4 separate regions of the Sus scrofa genome follow, and regions 2, 3 and 4 are each linked to region 1. The links are chromatin contacts, called in public HiChIP or PLAC-seq maps. All regions are on one chromosome and are shown on one strand. The core of a region is the stretch at or near the end of the contact, and the rest is flanking DNA. Distances in the headings are between cores, read along the strand shown. Region 1 has its middle 130 kb from the start of SCARB1. Region 2 overlaps NCOR2 (nuclear receptor corepressor 2). Region 3 overlaps NCOR2 (nuclear receptor corepressor 2). Region 4 overlaps NCOR2 (nuclear receptor corepressor 2).

The links. HiChIP or PLAC-seq counts read pairs in DNA pulled down with a chosen protein or histone mark.
Region 2: a contact with region 1 is called in an H3K27ac HiChIP or PLAC-seq map of alveolar macrophages. The contact joins two enhancer-like sites. A contact is called at or near these places in 2 of 2 datasets of contacts at active chromatin or transcription factors (alveolar macrophages and skeletal muscle).
Region 3: a contact with region 1 is called in an H3K27ac HiChIP or PLAC-seq map of alveolar macrophages. The contact joins two enhancer-like sites. A contact is called at or near these places in 1 of 47 Hi-C or Micro-C datasets (liver) and 2 of 2 datasets of contacts at active chromatin or transcription factors (alveolar macrophages and skeletal muscle).
Region 4: a contact with region 1 is called in an H3K27ac HiChIP or PLAC-seq map of alveolar macrophages. The contact joins two enhancer-like sites. A contact is called at or near these places in 2 of 2 datasets of contacts at active chromatin or transcription factors (alveolar macrophages and skeletal muscle).

Annotation. Positions count from the first base shown.
Region 1 is chr14:28,426,056-28,429,742 of Sscrofa11.1, reverse strand. No RefSeq gene overlaps it. Among named protein-coding and RNA genes, the nearest start is that of SCARB1, 130 kb to the right of the region's middle. Within about 2 kb of position 1,717, at least 5 of the 83 cell types and tissues checked have an H3K27ac peak or open chromatin away from gene starts, as enhancers often do. A contact at or near this core is called in alveolar macrophages, where this site is marked.
Region 2 is chr14:28,782,671-28,786,357 of Sscrofa11.1, reverse strand. It overlaps NCOR2 (nuclear receptor corepressor 2), which reads right to left. Exons shown (of 49, transcript NM_001044576.1): 23 at 3,371-3,491; 24 at 2,218-2,389. Among named protein-coding and RNA genes, the nearest start is that of RFLNA, 57 kb to the left of the region's middle. Within about 2 kb of position 1,762, at least 18 of the 83 cell types and tissues checked have an H3K27ac peak or open chromatin away from gene starts, as enhancers often do. A contact at or near this core is called in alveolar macrophages, where this site is marked.
Region 3 is chr14:28,758,039-28,761,725 of Sscrofa11.1, reverse strand. All of the region lies in intron 18 of NCOR2 (nuclear receptor corepressor 2), which reads right to left. Among named protein-coding and RNA genes, the nearest start is that of RFLNA, 81 kb to the left of the region's middle. Within about 2 kb of position 1,870, at least 63 of the 83 cell types and tissues checked have an H3K27ac peak or open chromatin away from gene starts, as enhancers often do. A contact at or near this core is called in alveolar macrophages, where this site is marked.
Region 4 is chr14:28,724,511-28,728,197 of Sscrofa11.1, reverse strand. NCOR2 (nuclear receptor corepressor 2) reads right to left here. Exons shown (of 49, transcript NM_001044576.1): 14 at 1,896-1,950. Among named protein-coding and RNA genes, the nearest start is that of NCOR2, 84 kb to the right of the region's middle. Within about 2 kb of position 2,092, at least 57 of the 83 cell types and tissues checked have an H3K27ac peak or open chromatin away from gene starts, as enhancers often do. A contact at or near this core is called in alveolar macrophages, where this site is marked.

The sequences.
Region 1 (3,687 bases), core at 468-2,967:
TGAAGCCAAAAGGAAGTTCTCTAAATAGAGAAGAATCAGGAAAGAAGAAAATTTGGGTAAATTAAAAAAAAAAGAAGAACTGGAAGGTTTGGGCTCTGCCCACGGAGGGCTGACAACCACCTGAGTTGGGCTAGAAGACAGCCAGGCTCTGGGGACACATCTCTGGCCCTCAAGTTCTACAGGAGTTGAAGAAACGCAGCAGGCATGGAGGGCTTCCCGGAGGAGGTGAGCCAGGTTTGAATCCTGCCTCTGCTGGGGATCTTCGGCAATGTCTTCACCTCCCTGGGCTTGGTGACCTCATCTTTTGGGAACGTCAAGAAAAACAACAGCTCAAGTCAGCCAGGCCTTTAATGGACAGGGTTAGGGCTGTTGATGTAGAAACAAAGACATCTTGAATTCAGCTTTCGTTGGAGGAAATCCCAGCAGGGCCTTGGCCTTGATGTTCAGAGTGACTCTGCTCCTGCCCCTGGAGGTCCAGCCATAGACAGACCTTCACTGAGGTCTGGCTCTATTCCCATGTCTCTGAATACCTCAAGCAAATCACTTAAGCTTTGAGACTCAGTTTCTCCAACTGTAAAATGGGACACCATGCACCAGTATGACTGGGGGTGCTTAGCTAACATAGATCTGGCACATAGAGATGTTGCTCAAAAGATCAAAGCAGGAGTTCCCGTTGTGGCACAGTGGAAACGAATCCAACTAGGAACCATGAGGTTGCAGGTTCAATCCATGGCCTCGCTCAGTGGGTTAAGGATCCGGTGTTGCTGTGGCTGTGGCGTAGGCCAGCGGCTACAGCTCTGATTGGACCCCTAGCCTGGGAACCTCCATATGCCATGGTGCGGCCATAGAAAAGACAAAAAGACCAAAAAAAACAAACAAAAAAATCATCAAAGCAACTGCTCCTAATTTTTTTTATTTGTCCTTGACTGTGGCATGCAGAAGTTCCCAGGCCAGGGATCGAATCCTGGCGCCAACAGTGACAATGCCAGATCTTAACCCACTGAGCCGCCCAGGGAACACAGCAACTACTCCTAATTTCTAAGGCCAAGAAGAGGTGTCTGAAAAAGGAAAGTGACTAATAGACAGCAAAGGTCAGCTCTTGGTGGGCGTGTCAAGATCCCCCCTTCCCTTTTGGATGAATCAACTTGAACATGGCAATAATAGCCAGCCTTGGTTCTGAATGACCGCAGATGCACAAAATTGGGTTAACCATCGTCTCCTGACTCACTCCCTTTGTTGGTGGGTACCTGGCCGGGTTTTTTTGTTTTTGTTTTCTTTTTCACCGTCTAGGGATCTAATCCGAGCCATAACTATTGATCCACTGCGCCACAGCAGGAACTCCCACCTGGCATGTTTTTTATTTTATAGTTTTGTCTAGCTCTTCACCACTTTCTGTACCTTTGAACTTATTGTTCTGTAATACAATGGACACTCATGTGACACTGTTCCCAGGGCAGGGACAAGACTGTGCCTCATGCAGTTCCCCATGGGTCCCCTCTCCCCAGCCATGTAAGCACCTTTCCTTGATCTCATGAGCAACTATTTTGTCCTCACTTCAGGCCAGGCACAGCACCCAGAATTTACGTTTGTCATTTCCTTGCTTCTTCTTTTTTTTGTTTTGTTTTGTTTCGGTTTTGGCTGCCCACCCCTCCCCCCACCCCCCAGTATACAAACGTTCCTGGGCTAGGGATTGACTCCATGCCCCAGCAGTGACAACACCAGGTCCTGAATTCCCATTCCCTTGCTTCTTTGCATGAAGATTACTGGGGGCATCTGTTTATGTGTGTGTCCACACTTGTGCTTCTCAGGCTTCAGTGGGCTCAGAATCACCAGGACAGCTGTGAAGATAGATTCCAGGCCCCAGCCCCAGAGTGTCTGATTCTGCAGGTCCGGAGCAAGGTCCAAGAATTGGCATTTCTAACACCTTTCGTGGGGACAGTGCCGCCACTGTTACTGGGGACCATACCTTAAGAAGCGGGGCACTGAAGATTATAGTATGGAGTTCGAGTTGTTTGCGAGCATCATAACAAGGGTGTCATGTTATGCGTAGTCTTCTGGGCTAGGTGTTTTCATTCAACCCCAGTGATTTCCTAAGCGTGAATTTGCCTCCGGCGGATGTCTGGAGACATTTCAGCTTGTCATGACTGGTTGGGTGTGGTACGTGACTGGCATCTAGTGGGTAGGCTCCAGGGACGCTGCTCACCATCTTGCGTGCCCAGGAAGCTCCCTGCAACAGAGTGACCCGTGTTCTCAACATCAACAGTCCCAGGAGAAATGGAAACATTTGTTCACGCAAACATCCACACAACGCAAACATCCACACATGCAAACATGTGTATATACTTTAGTTACGAAAAAAGAAAGAAAGAAACAGGAAGCTCCTGCTGTGGTGCAGTGGGTTAAGGATCCAGTGTTGCTGCAGCCATGGCACAGGTCACAGCTGCCGTCTGGATTCAATGCCTGGCCAGGGAACTTCCACATGCTTCGGGTAAGGCCAAAAAAACCAAATGGGAAACAACCCAAATGTCCATTGATGGATGAATAAACAGTATGTGGTCCTTTCAATGATGGAATAGGATTCAGCCATAAAGAGGAATGACATGATGCAACAGGCTACAGTGTGGATGAACCTTGAAAATCTAATGGTGAACAAGAGAACCCAGACATGAAAGGTCCCACGTTGTGTGATGCCATGGATGTGAAATGCCCAGAAAGGGCAAATCCATGGAGACAATAAGTAGATTGGTGGTTGCCAGAGGCAGGGGAGGAAGTAATGGGGTGACCGCTGATGGGTAGGGGATTGCCCTTCAGGGACGATGCAAATGTTCTAAAATTGATCAGGGTGATAAGGACACAGCTCTGTGAATAGACTAAGATCCATTGAATTGCATGATTTAAGAAGGTGAATTACATCGTATGTGAATTCTCAGCAAAACTGAGATTAAAAAAATTAAAATGAGGAGTTCCTGCCGCAGTGCAGGGGGTTAAGGATCTGGCATTGCCACAGCTGCAGTGTAAGTCATAGCTGCAGCTCAGATTCAATCCCTGGCCTGGGAACTCCATATGCCTTGGGGCAGCCAAAAAAAATTTGAAATTAAAATGAGAAAAAATTAAAATTAAAAAAGTGTCAGTTAAGAAATTCTGCCATTTACTGACACTATCTTTTACTGAGACTCAGCCCATGTGAGCCTAGAGCTGCTGCCTATTCATTTTCTCTACTGTGTAATATTCCACACCATAGTTATCCATCTTCCTGGCAAAGAGTATTTGGGTTGGTTCCACATTTTGCTGGAGCCCAGTGAATAGGGCTGCCAAGCACATTCTTGTACCCATAGTTCAGGGCACACAGGCAAGAGTTTCACTTTGGCACATACCTAAGAGAAAAATGACTAAATCACAAGGAAGAGGAATCAGCTTTACCAGCTGTCATATTAAGCACTTTCCACTCACTCCAGGCCCTGGGCTAATTATCTACCTTTTTTCTCACCCACTTTATTTATTTACTTTTTTAGGGCTGAATCCACAGCATGTGGAAATTCCCAGGCTAGGGGTCCAATCTGAGGTGTAGCTGCTGGCCTGCGCCACAGCTACAGCAACACCAGATCCGAGCCGTGTCTGCAAACTACAGCGCAGCTCACAGCAACTCCAGATCCTTAACCCACTGAGCAAGGCCAGGGATCGAACCCA
Region 2 (3,687 bases), core at 513-3,012, 360 kb before region 1:
AGAGAACCCGCCCCAACTGTGGGGAGTCCCCATCCCAGCGTGGGTGGCCGGCAGGGTCCCAGGAGAAGGAAGACATCCTGCTTTCAACCCCACACTTGGGTTCATCGGCAGGTCCTTTTGCTCCTGAAACAGAACCTCTGTGCCCTCCTTCCATCCAGTGTGGCTGTGACCAGCGCTGGCCTCCTCCGTCTGCCCCCACTCCCCGTGGCCCCAGTCCTCAACAATGGCCAGAGAGCTTTCTAAATTATAAATCAGACTGCCTGATACTCCCAACACACACACACACACACACAGACACACACACACACACACACACACACACACACACACACACACACACACACACACACACACACACCCTTAAAATCCCTTTGGCAAAGGCTCATTCTGCACCTGAGACAAAATCCCCACAGTGCCACCACCTCCCACCAGCCCTGCAAACACAACAAACTTATTCCCACCCTAGGGCTTTGCATGTGCTGTTCCTGTGCCTGGAATGCCCTTCCCCCAGACTGTCCCACAACTACCTTCTTTTTACAGAGACACTTCCCTGAGCCCCTCTTCACTCCCTCTGTCTTGTCGCTTTCTTTTCTTTTTTTAGCTTTTTAGGGCCGCACCCACGGCACATGGAGGTTCCCAGGTTAGGGGTTGAATCAGAGTTACAGCTGCCAGCCACAACCACAGCCACAGCAACACCAGATCTGAGCCGCATCTGTGACCTACACCACAGCTCATGGGAATGCTAGATCCTTAACCCACTGAATGAGATCAGGGATCAAACCCACAACCTCATGGTTCCTAGCAGGATTCATTTTTGCTGTGCCATGAGGGGAACTCCCGTCTTGTCTCTTTCGATGCATGAACTACTCTAAAGTCACCTGGCTTCCTGCCATGCTCCCTGGTCTAAGGGCCTCCTCATTCACAAAAACAGCAGCTCCTCCAAATGGGGACTTGATCCTATTCCCTGCTGACCCCCCCCGCTGCCTGGCACAGTGCTGAGCAATCTAGGTGTTCGAAGAACATCCTGCCCTGTGGCCATAAGCTGGTCCATATGGGTGGCATCCGGATTTCCTGCGGCAGGTGAAGGCGGCCATGGGGAGGCAGTTGAGGTGGGCTGATTAGCTGGGGAGTCACTTGCAGGAAGTGTGGAGCTGTCCTGCTTCAGGGACGGCCCTGCTCTTTGTCCTCAGACAGGCACATGGCCTCACCCTCAGGGAGGCCCATGGCCAAGGGCCAGCGTGGCTTTTTAGAGACAGCAGGACGCTGTTATACCCAAGGCTGGTGGGGGGTGGGGGTGGGGGCGCAGGTGGCCTTAGCCGCCCGAACCTGTCCCTGGGCTGCATTGATCACAGAGGGTCACCTGGGGTCCTGCTGCCCTCAGAGCCCTAGAGCAGCCTGCAGGAGCCTGGGCTAGCCCAGAGTGGGGGACCCTCTGTAGGGTCAGCCCCCAATGCCTGGGACAGGACAGGCTGATCTGGGACGAGTGCCCCTTTGGGACAGAGGCTTGAGATTTCTTGGGTCCAGTGGGGAGCGGGGCAAAGACAGAAGATCCAGAGAATAAGAAACCACGCCCCACCTGTCTCCTGACCTTGAGCTTCACGTGGTGACAATAAAGCACGCCCTGGGCAGTTGCTGCAACGCAGCTGCTGCAACACAGCTGCTTGGGGAATCACCCCACTGGCTCCCTAGTGAACCCAGGGACCTTGGCCTGGAATAAGGTCAGAGTGAAGGCTGGAGGGGGCAGCGCTTCCTGCCCAGATCACAGTTATTGCCAGCTGGCACTGAGCTTCATCTGTGGGTCTAGAAGCTCATGTGTGGACTGAATCACATGGAACCAGAGGCGGAGCCACAGACATGTTTTTGTCTATGCACAACACTTTTGAAAATTTTGAGAAGTTGCCAATATTGAGAAACTAGATTTCACATGGAAAGATTGATTTCTAGCTTCTCTGAAAGGACAACTGCGGGCCTGTATCACTACGTGGTAACACGGCTGAGGCCAATGTGTGCCTGTGTTTGAAAAAACCAGGAGTTCTCTAATTTGCCACAGTCCCCACCGTCCCCTACTGCCTCACTCCCACATGTTTTACTCATTTACTTGGCCTGCCCCAACACTGTAGGTATGGAGTTTGCAACAGCTGCTCTGCACACACAAATGCCGCTATGCCCACCCATTTGCCCTCACTCACACTCTCTCAGCCACCGACACACACTTACCCTCCTTCTCGGCAGGAGGCACAGGACTCCTGCTTTTGCCTCGAGGGCTGTTGCTGGGCTGCTGGGGGGTGTCACCCTCCGGCTGCAGGTGCTGCGGTGCTGGTGGGGCAGGGGGAGCTGGCTTAGGGGGAGCCGTGTCCTCCCGGGGGGGTTCGTGGACTTTGGTGACCTGCTGAGAGAGGCAGGGAGAAGTGAGCGTCTTGACAGGCCGCCCAGAGGTCACAGAGATCAGGGGAAGCCTTCCAGAACCCCTGTGTGTGACCAGCCTGGAAACTGAGGCCTGGAAGAGGGAGTGACACACCCAGGGGGCACACAGCTCGAGGGCCGGAAGGGCAGGGCTCTACACAAAGGGTATAGGATGTCCCCGCTGATATCAGCTGGCTGGCAGTGGATGCGGGAACCAATGCTAACCTCCCCACCAGCCCCTTCCCCCGTCCCCAAATCTTTCTGGGTCCCAGAGAGATGGAGGCTGACAAATGCGGACCGTGCCCAGCCTCAGGAAGCAGGCAGCACAGCCTGGTATGCCTTGTGCCCCTCACCCCTCTGAGCCCTGCTCAGCTCAGACCCTTTCAGCCCTCAGCCCCCAGCTGCACTTGGGAAGCCCGGGCCCACCTCCCCCAAGGGGGATGGCAATGACTGAGCCATCATGAGAAGGGCACCTCAGAGGGTGCTCCTGCTTGGCCGGGTGAGGCTTCTTTGGGGTCCTCAGAAAGGGTCTCACGTTAACTGGTGGGGGCCCCGTCCTTCTCTCTGAGCTGCTATGACAGTGGGGAGACTTCCTGCCCACGCACAACCCAGGGCCTGATCTGGGGAGCTCTGGAAAACCCTCGGCAGGAGCGGGTGGCTTGGTAACAGTGCCCAAGCTTGCTTCAGGGGCCCCTGAGTGAGGCTGGGAGGCCAGAGGGAGGAGACCTGCAGGCCTGGTCCCCGGGGCCCCGCCCGGCACACCTGCCACTCCCTGAGCCCTTCCGCGTGGTCTCCATGGGGATTTCTCCAGGAAACAGGGAAGAGCGAGGCTGCAGGTGCAGCCTCCCCCCGCCTCCACCCCCTCCACCCCCCGCACTCAGCCTGATTTACTGTCTCCCCAGCAGGAAGTGAAGGTCACAGGCTCGGCGGGAGTCCTGGGGCATGGGAGGCAGATCGGCACACTCACAATTGGGGGGATGGCGGCTGCACGCTGCTTCAGCTGCTTCAGGTCCAGTGGCTTCTGGGGCGAGGCGTTGGTCCTGGCATCGCTGGTCGGGGTCAGGAGGCTGGGCCGCGGCGACAGCAGCCTGAGGGCAAGACCAGCGTCAGGCCCGTGAGCTCAGAGTCTCTCCTGGCTCCAGCCTGGATAGGGCTGATGGGGCCGTCAGCGGGAGGCGGATGTCTTGGATCACCGGGCCGAGGAGATCTCACATTGGGGGCTGGGGGGCTCCTCCCTCCACACTCTGGTCCACGCAGGGCCCACAAGGGGCCAGGATACCTCCT
Region 3 (3,687 bases), core at 621-3,120, 330 kb before region 1:
CCTGAGTCACATTGCTGGGAACACAGCGGCCTCTGAGCCCCAGAGCTAGACTTGTAAGGACGACAGAAAGATTTCCCATAACGAAGTTTGAAGCTGTTTGCCTTGAATCAAATCAAGCTGCAAGCAGGGAGGGTTACGACTGATGTTTTGCAGGGGTGCGGGAGCCTGAGGGGCTGACAGTCTGTGTGTTGGTATTTTCTGGTTTCCATTCATTCATCCATCCACCCACCTATCCATCCACCCACCTATCCACCCACCCATCCGTCCATTCAAACGTGCCGACGGCTTGCTATGTACAAGGCTCTAATAGTCATAAAACAGCAGCAAAAACAACATCAACAAACCACCACGTCACATGGCTAAGCAACCTGGAGTTTGCAAAGCCTTTTAAAGATCAGGTTCCCTCTCATCCTTGCTGTCCAGGCCATGGCTGTTTTCCCATCCCTAGGACGGGGGAAACCAAGGCTCAAGGGATCACAGCAACTCTCAAGCTTGTAGGATGGGCCAGGGGCCCAAGTGGACATCAGAACCCAAGTTTTCTGCTCTCCCGCCTCTGGACCCAGCGGGGTGGGGGTGGTGCTGGACTGACAGGCCACCTGCTCCCCCGTGAAGGCCATGGGGCCACGTGGCTCCTCGGCAGCTCCTCAGGGTTCCTCAAGGACAGGCACAGAGGGGAGGGCCGGGGCGTGGGATCAAGTGTAACCCAGCCCCCTGACCTTTCCTTCTGCCCGCGCCAGCAGCAGCTGCCACTTCCACAGAACCTGGCGGAGGACGACGGGGACGCGTTTATTTATATTTCCCCAGCCGGGGCCAAGAGAACCCAGGCAAACACGTCGGCCGGAACCCCGGTAGGGAGAGGGCGGGTCTCCCATCTGGGCCTGCTGGGGGGTGTGGGGTGAGGGGAACGAGGGCCCAGGGGGTGGCAGGACCCCCCCCACAGGTTGACATTTACAACTCAACACATAAATAAAGAAGCGGCTTAGAGTTGGCTTCGGGCGGGGGGGGGGGGTTTAGGGTCCTAATTAACCTCACTCCTGGAGCAGGAGCTTGGCAGGGGGGGTCACCCAGCTCTCCCCCGAAACTACTGGTGAAGGAACACTGGACTGAGTGGTCCAGAAGCCTTGGCCAGAACTGCTGTGGGGTCTCCACCACCCCCTCTGCTCTGGGGCCTCAGTTTCTTTAACTGCTGTGTGAAGGACTAGGGTGAGTGTCCTAATATTACTGGCCAGGGTCCCTGCGATGGGGGTGGAGAGTTTTCCTTCTGGTTCTGGTTCTGGGAACCCCAGACTGAGGATGCCGGGCTCAGGGTGGTGCTCTATAGGTCCCACCAAGCCTTGGAGACCACCGGGACTAGACGCAGCTGAAAGCCCCCCCCACCCTGTCTACCTGGAGAGAGCACCTCTAAGCATGTGCCAGCCAAGACCCCCAAGACCTGCCTGCCCCAAACACAGACCCAAGCACTTCCCTCCTTCCTGAAAAGACCCAGCCCCACAGCCAGAGGCAGGGGAAGGGGCGCCAAGAGAAAGACGGTGAGATCTCACGGGTTAGAACTCCCAAGTCGCCGGCCCTGGGGGGGGTCCCTGTCACCGTGGCACAAAGCACCCCCCTCATCCCCTCCCCGGAGCCACTCACTCACATCCTCTCATCTGCGTCTCCCCCTCGGCCAAGTTTTCCGGAAACATACGGCTTGGAGGATGCTCCAGGGATCGGAGCTGGGAGCAGCGGGCTGGGAGGCGGGAGGCTGGGCGGCCGTGGTGCCGGCTCCGCAAGGCTTCTGGCTGGCGTCTGCTGGCGGCTCAGCTCTGCCTCACATCCTTCTCGTCCAACGCGCGAGGGAGGGGGGAAGAGGGAGGGGCCGGGCGGTGGGAGGGCGGCAGGCGGAGGCTGGCTCCGGGAAGGGCGGGGAAGCAGCTCCGTGCTGCGCGCCGTGGTGGCCCAGGGCTCCTCCGGCGCTGCCACCCCTGAGCCGTGCCCCCCGCAGCTGCAGGCGTGCGAGGTGCCCTTCGCCGATGGGGGCGGGTGGCGAGAAGCTGTCGGCTGTGTGCTCGGTGCCCTGTGCCAGGCGTCACCAGGAAGCACAGCGTCCTCGCCTCCTTAGGGCACCAATGTGCCCAATACCGGTGCTCAGTCCCCAGACCCCTGACACCTCCCTACTCTGAGGACAGAGTCCAAAGACCCCAGCCTGTCAGGTAGCAGTGCCTGGGCAGCCTCACAGAGAGCCTGGGATCGGCTGATCTTCCTGCTGCCTGACCCAGCGAGGCGCGTCAGGGCTGAATGTGACCTCCAGACGGAGGCTCGCAGGAGCAGGCGGGGCGGGGGAGTGTGGCAGAAGCCCAGGTTCAGAAGGGGCGGGCCAAATTGGCACAGGCTCTCCCCCCCTCCCTCTCTCCCCATCCGTGGCGGTGGCGGCGTCAGCAGCGGTAAGAACAGATGAGGGTTCAGAAAAACAGAGCTTCTCCACCCCAGCAGACAGGAGCAAACAGCTTCTTCCGCTGTCATTCCCCAGTGCTGGTTCCACCTGTGGTCTGCCCCCAACCCGGCCTGATGCTGCCAAGGTGACCAGGCCCTCGAGATGGGGGACTCTATTTGAGGAGCCTCTTCTAAGTGCAAATGAGACCTCCAATCACTGAGGGTGGGAGGAGGGTTTGGAGTTGCTAGAGGGCTGGCTCTCTAGGGCGTCCTCTTTCCTTCCTCACTGAGACACCCGTGACAGCCAGGTCAGCCTGCGTCCCATACAAACACCTGCTATGGACGCCCCAGGCAGCTCCCAGGAGGTTGAAAGTTAACTGGGTTGAACTTTGGATCGAGATCCAGGTCACGACCGATTTCTCCAACTCTGGGGTCATTGACCTGCTTGTCCCTTTGGCCCTCAGCCTTTCCATCCTGCTCACAAAACCCAAGGAACAATAGGCCACAGGTCTCTGAAGCACTCCTGTTCCCGCTCGCCCCCTCCCCGTCGCACATCCTACCCCCAGCCCTCATCCTGGGTTCCGGGCATACCACCAGGGGAGGGCCACACATTCCAACCGTGTGGGGGACCTGGGACGTGCTGCCCACGATCCGTTCTCCTCAAGGGAGGCCAGGTGAGCTTTTAAGGATACCCATCCCATCATGTCACTCCTCTGCTCAGATCTTACAATGATGACCCAAAGCTCTGCAAATAACATCCAAAGACCTCCTCACGGTGCATGAGGGCCAGTCCTGCCCGCTTCGAGCCTGCTCCCTCCTTCTCCTCTTGCTCACTCACTCCAGCCACCAGAACCTCTTCTGCCCAGCCATCGACACTTGGCCTGCCTGGCCGCTTTTTCACAGGTCTTTAGTTCTCAGCTTCAAGTGACTCCCCACAGCAGCCTTCCTTGACCAACCATTCTCTCCAAAGCCATCCTCCCAAGACACCCTGCCGTCAGGGGGTCTTACTGGCAGCTGAAATCAGCTTCTTGTCTCCACTGCTCATTGACAGCTGTGTCTCTGCACCCAAAACTGCTAGGTGTGCAGGAGGCACTTGGCAAATGAACAGAGCTCCAGACACCCTGGGCATCCAGGCCTGGGGGTCCACTGGGCATGTCCCCCAGGCATCTCTGCTGCCCCTCTGCAGCTCCCAAAGAGAGGAGGAGGGTGAGCGTTTATGCCTGCAGGGGGTCCTGGGACACCCCCGCCCCCCGAAAGAAGAGACAGGAGGAGGGCGTG
Region 4 (3,687 bases), core at 843-3,342, 300 kb before region 1:
CACTAAAGCCGGCAGCCATCACTGACACGATGTAAAGTGTTGGTATGATGCTCGGAGCTGGTGCCACGCCAGGACCTGGCCTCTGAGGGGCATCCCATGAGGGCTGCTGGGTGCAGAGGCGGGCTGGGCCTCAAAGCCCTGTGTCCTTATCCACTTCCTGGATTGTGCTATGAACAGGGGCTGCTCCCAGGCTAAATTTGGCCACCAGCATGGCCTGCCAAATAGTGAAGAAAAACATTTTACAATCAGATGCCAGCATTTGCAAACTGGGTGATGTGGGCGTCCAACTTCTCCTTGAACAAATTCTGGAGAATACCTTCCTGTGCTGGGCGACCACGAGCTGGCCCTAAAGCATCAGGTGGCCCTCCACAAGGGCAGGGGTTGGCCAGTCCACCCAGCTCCCACCCTACTATTCGCCTCTCTCATGCCAGTCCTCAAAGGCATCGCTGGAACCTCCAGCTTCAGACTCTTCTGGAAACTCTATTGAAGTCTCAGCTTGGGCTGCCTCTTAGCCAAAGAACAGATAAAGTTTTTCCAGCACAGGGACCTCTGATCCCCTCATTCCCAAACGGTGCTGGTCAATTACCAATTTCAGAAACCCCTGTTTCCATCTCTGGGAGCCCCAACCTAAAACCTCCTGTGTGGTCCACACCCCTAGGAAGAAGCTGTCACTCCCTCGGAGGAGAGGCTATTTATAGGGATTGCTTCTCCACACTGGTTTTTCAGGCAGGGAGAGATTTCATTTCCCCACACTGCCCCATCTCCCTCCTTCTATGGTTATCAGCTCATTAAGGGCAGATGCTGGGAACAACTGTTACCCTTTAAAATAACCGCCCGGATCCTGCTCCGACCGCCCTCCCACAGCAAGGAAGTGTGAGGCCTCCAGCAGCTGGGTATTTGCAAAGCTGGGGGTGGGCGGGCACCCCACCTCTGAGAAACAAGATTTAGGGAAACGTTGCTTAGAACACCCAGCATGGCAACTCCAGAAAGTAAATCTTTTCAGGAAGCTTGTCTGGCTCCGCCCTGATGATGTGGAGTCCAATGGCCAACTGTGACCTAGGGCCACATCCAGCCCCCAGACCAGCTCCTTCCTACCTGTGGCTGATCCAGCCACTGCCTAGGCCAGCCTCGTGGGTGCATAAAAGGGGGCTTTCCCATTCTCTGGGATGCTTTGTATCCACCTGCTAACGGGAGCCAGAGCAGAGAGAGGCGCTGCCCCAGGCTGGGTTTGGGGCCAAGGTGGGGTGCAAATGTCTGTGTGTGTGGGGGGGGTGGTTGGCCTAACCCCGGCCTGTGGAAGTTCCCAGGCCAACAATCAAACCTGTGCCATTACAGTGACAACACCAGATCCTTAACCCACTGCACCACCAGAGAACTCCTCGAGTGTCAGTTCTATGTAAAGGTCTACTCAGTGGGGATGAGGACTTGCCAGCCACACGCCAGGGTTGGCATCAGGGTTATCAACATAGAGTGACCATCAGAGGGACTAGAAGGGTCACTTTGTCCAGGACCCCAGAGGACAACCACTCTTGCCCATCCAGCCTTAACTAGGAGGCCAGGCATGGCATATGGCTTCTGGAACCTGAGCCCAATCTGTCAGGATGCTGGCTGCCCTGTCTAAGGAGCGGTCTTTGGAGAAGCCTGCAGTGCACACAGCTCTCCTGGGGTTTCCCGGCCTTAGCTCCACCCCCAGGGCCGGGGCGGGGCCTGTGGCTGCTTCTCCCAGGAGGGAGGAAGGAGGGAAGTGCTCGCAGACACAGTAAGGAAAGCAAGGAGCAAGCAGGCAGAGGCCTCGTGGGCGGGGTGGGAGGGTCCTTCTCCCCGGCCCAGGAGGCCGCGGCAGGAGTGGACGCCAAAAGGGACGGATGGCGCAGGGCTAGCAGGCAGGCACTTACCTTCCTCTCCAGGAATGATGCGATCAGGCCGAAGTTCTTGGGGTGCTGCATGAACCTGTAGGGAGAGAAGGGCGGCCCTGAGACCAGGACGAGAGGAGCTTCCCGGCTGGGCAGCCGCCGAGCTCCCGGGCGCCTGCCATCTCCGCTGGCCCGGCTGGACGGGCGCCGCCCCACTCGGAGCAATTAAGCCCAGGGGGGTGTGGGAAGGGCTGCGGGCGGGACCGAGGGGTAAGAGAGGGCGTTCCTTGGAGTGAGTCACTGGTTTTAGCGCCTTTGAAAATACATTTGTTTGTCCTGCTGGAGGCGGGTTCCAGGAAAAATGAGGACATTACATGCAGCCCTTTGCTGGGGTTCCCCCCCTTTTAAAATCTGCTTTTGTTTCTATCTCCGGCTGGGCCTGGGAAGCTGGGCCTTGCCCGGCCCACTCAGGGGCCCCCACTGGCGAGGTCACAGGGCAGGACTGGTGAGGCCGCCGGGCCTCCCCGGGAGAGGTGGGAGCAGAGGCTCTGGGCGCCCGCAGGGAGGCAGGCAGAAGGCAAGCCAGCCCAGGAGGAGGCAAGAAGGGACTGAAGCTGGAGGGGTGGCGGGGAGCTGGCGCCCCACCAGCTGGCTTCCTGAGCTGCCAGGAGAATTACTGGGAAAGAGCTCGGCCTGGCTGAAATGTCAGGGCCACAGGAGCAGGCGGACAGCGGGGGTGGAGATGTGGGTCAAGGCTGCTCTGGGGCTCTGGGGAGGCTGGGCGGAGCCTCGGCCTGCCCGTCCCCAAGAAGCACCACCGGCCCTGAGGTCTCCCCCAGGGAGAGAAGAGGCTGCTGGCAAGGCAGGGGCCCTGGGACCCCGGGAGGGAGCCTGGGCCAGCGCCTGGCGATCGTCCTGCCCAGCCCTCCAGATGGCTGGGCAGGCAGCCAGGGGGCCCCTCCCCTGCTTCCCAACCAGACACTGGAGAATCCGGAACGGCCTCTTCTCTCTTCCCAGAGGAAGCCGCGAGTCCGAGTCCCAGGCAGGCTTCCCAGCCTAGGAACCTGCCTCAGGCAGTTTGCAAAGCTGGAAACACCCCAACGCCTTTCTTTTCCAGACAGAAAAAATCTTCCCTTCCCCTCCTCTCCCTGCCCAAGTGACACTTCCTTCCCCCCGAATCCTTTCCTCAAGGTTTCCCCAAGCAGAGGGAGAGTCCCCAGGAGACCAGGAATCAAACTTGAGAATCTCTTAGGGCACCTGTTTCACCCCCCTCCAACCTATACCCTCCGCCGACGTTTACTGATTGTTATGCACTGAGCACCTAGAGACGCTGAATAAGGAGACACTGTGACTACATCCATTTTACAGATGTGGAAACTGAGGCTCAGGCAAGGGAAATAGAAGCTCCAAGTCACAAAGCCAGTAACTGGTGGAGTTCTACGCCACTGGTACACAACTGTCAAAGGCCCCAAGTGCTATTAATTCTGCTGAAAACAAGAGGTCTCCGAGAACCTTAAAAGGTGCAAGCTGTCATAGGGGGGCCCCAGCAGATACCTGCCCAGCCTGGGTCCCCCCTTCTTCAGCTACTGGATTAACAGAGTGTGAAATCGTTAGAATAGCGACATGAAAGCTCCAGAAAGGCCAAACACAGAAAGCACCCCCAGAAACTTTTTTTTTTAAAGAAAGCATAAATAAATAGAAATATCAAACACATGAGGGGAAATTTAAACACCAAGCCAACAGTAACTCTTAGCATCCATGACTGTTCTGTAGTCACTTCATATAAGGAGAACAATCAGGTCTGCGACCGTGAGAACCTAGAAATGAGCCGCTA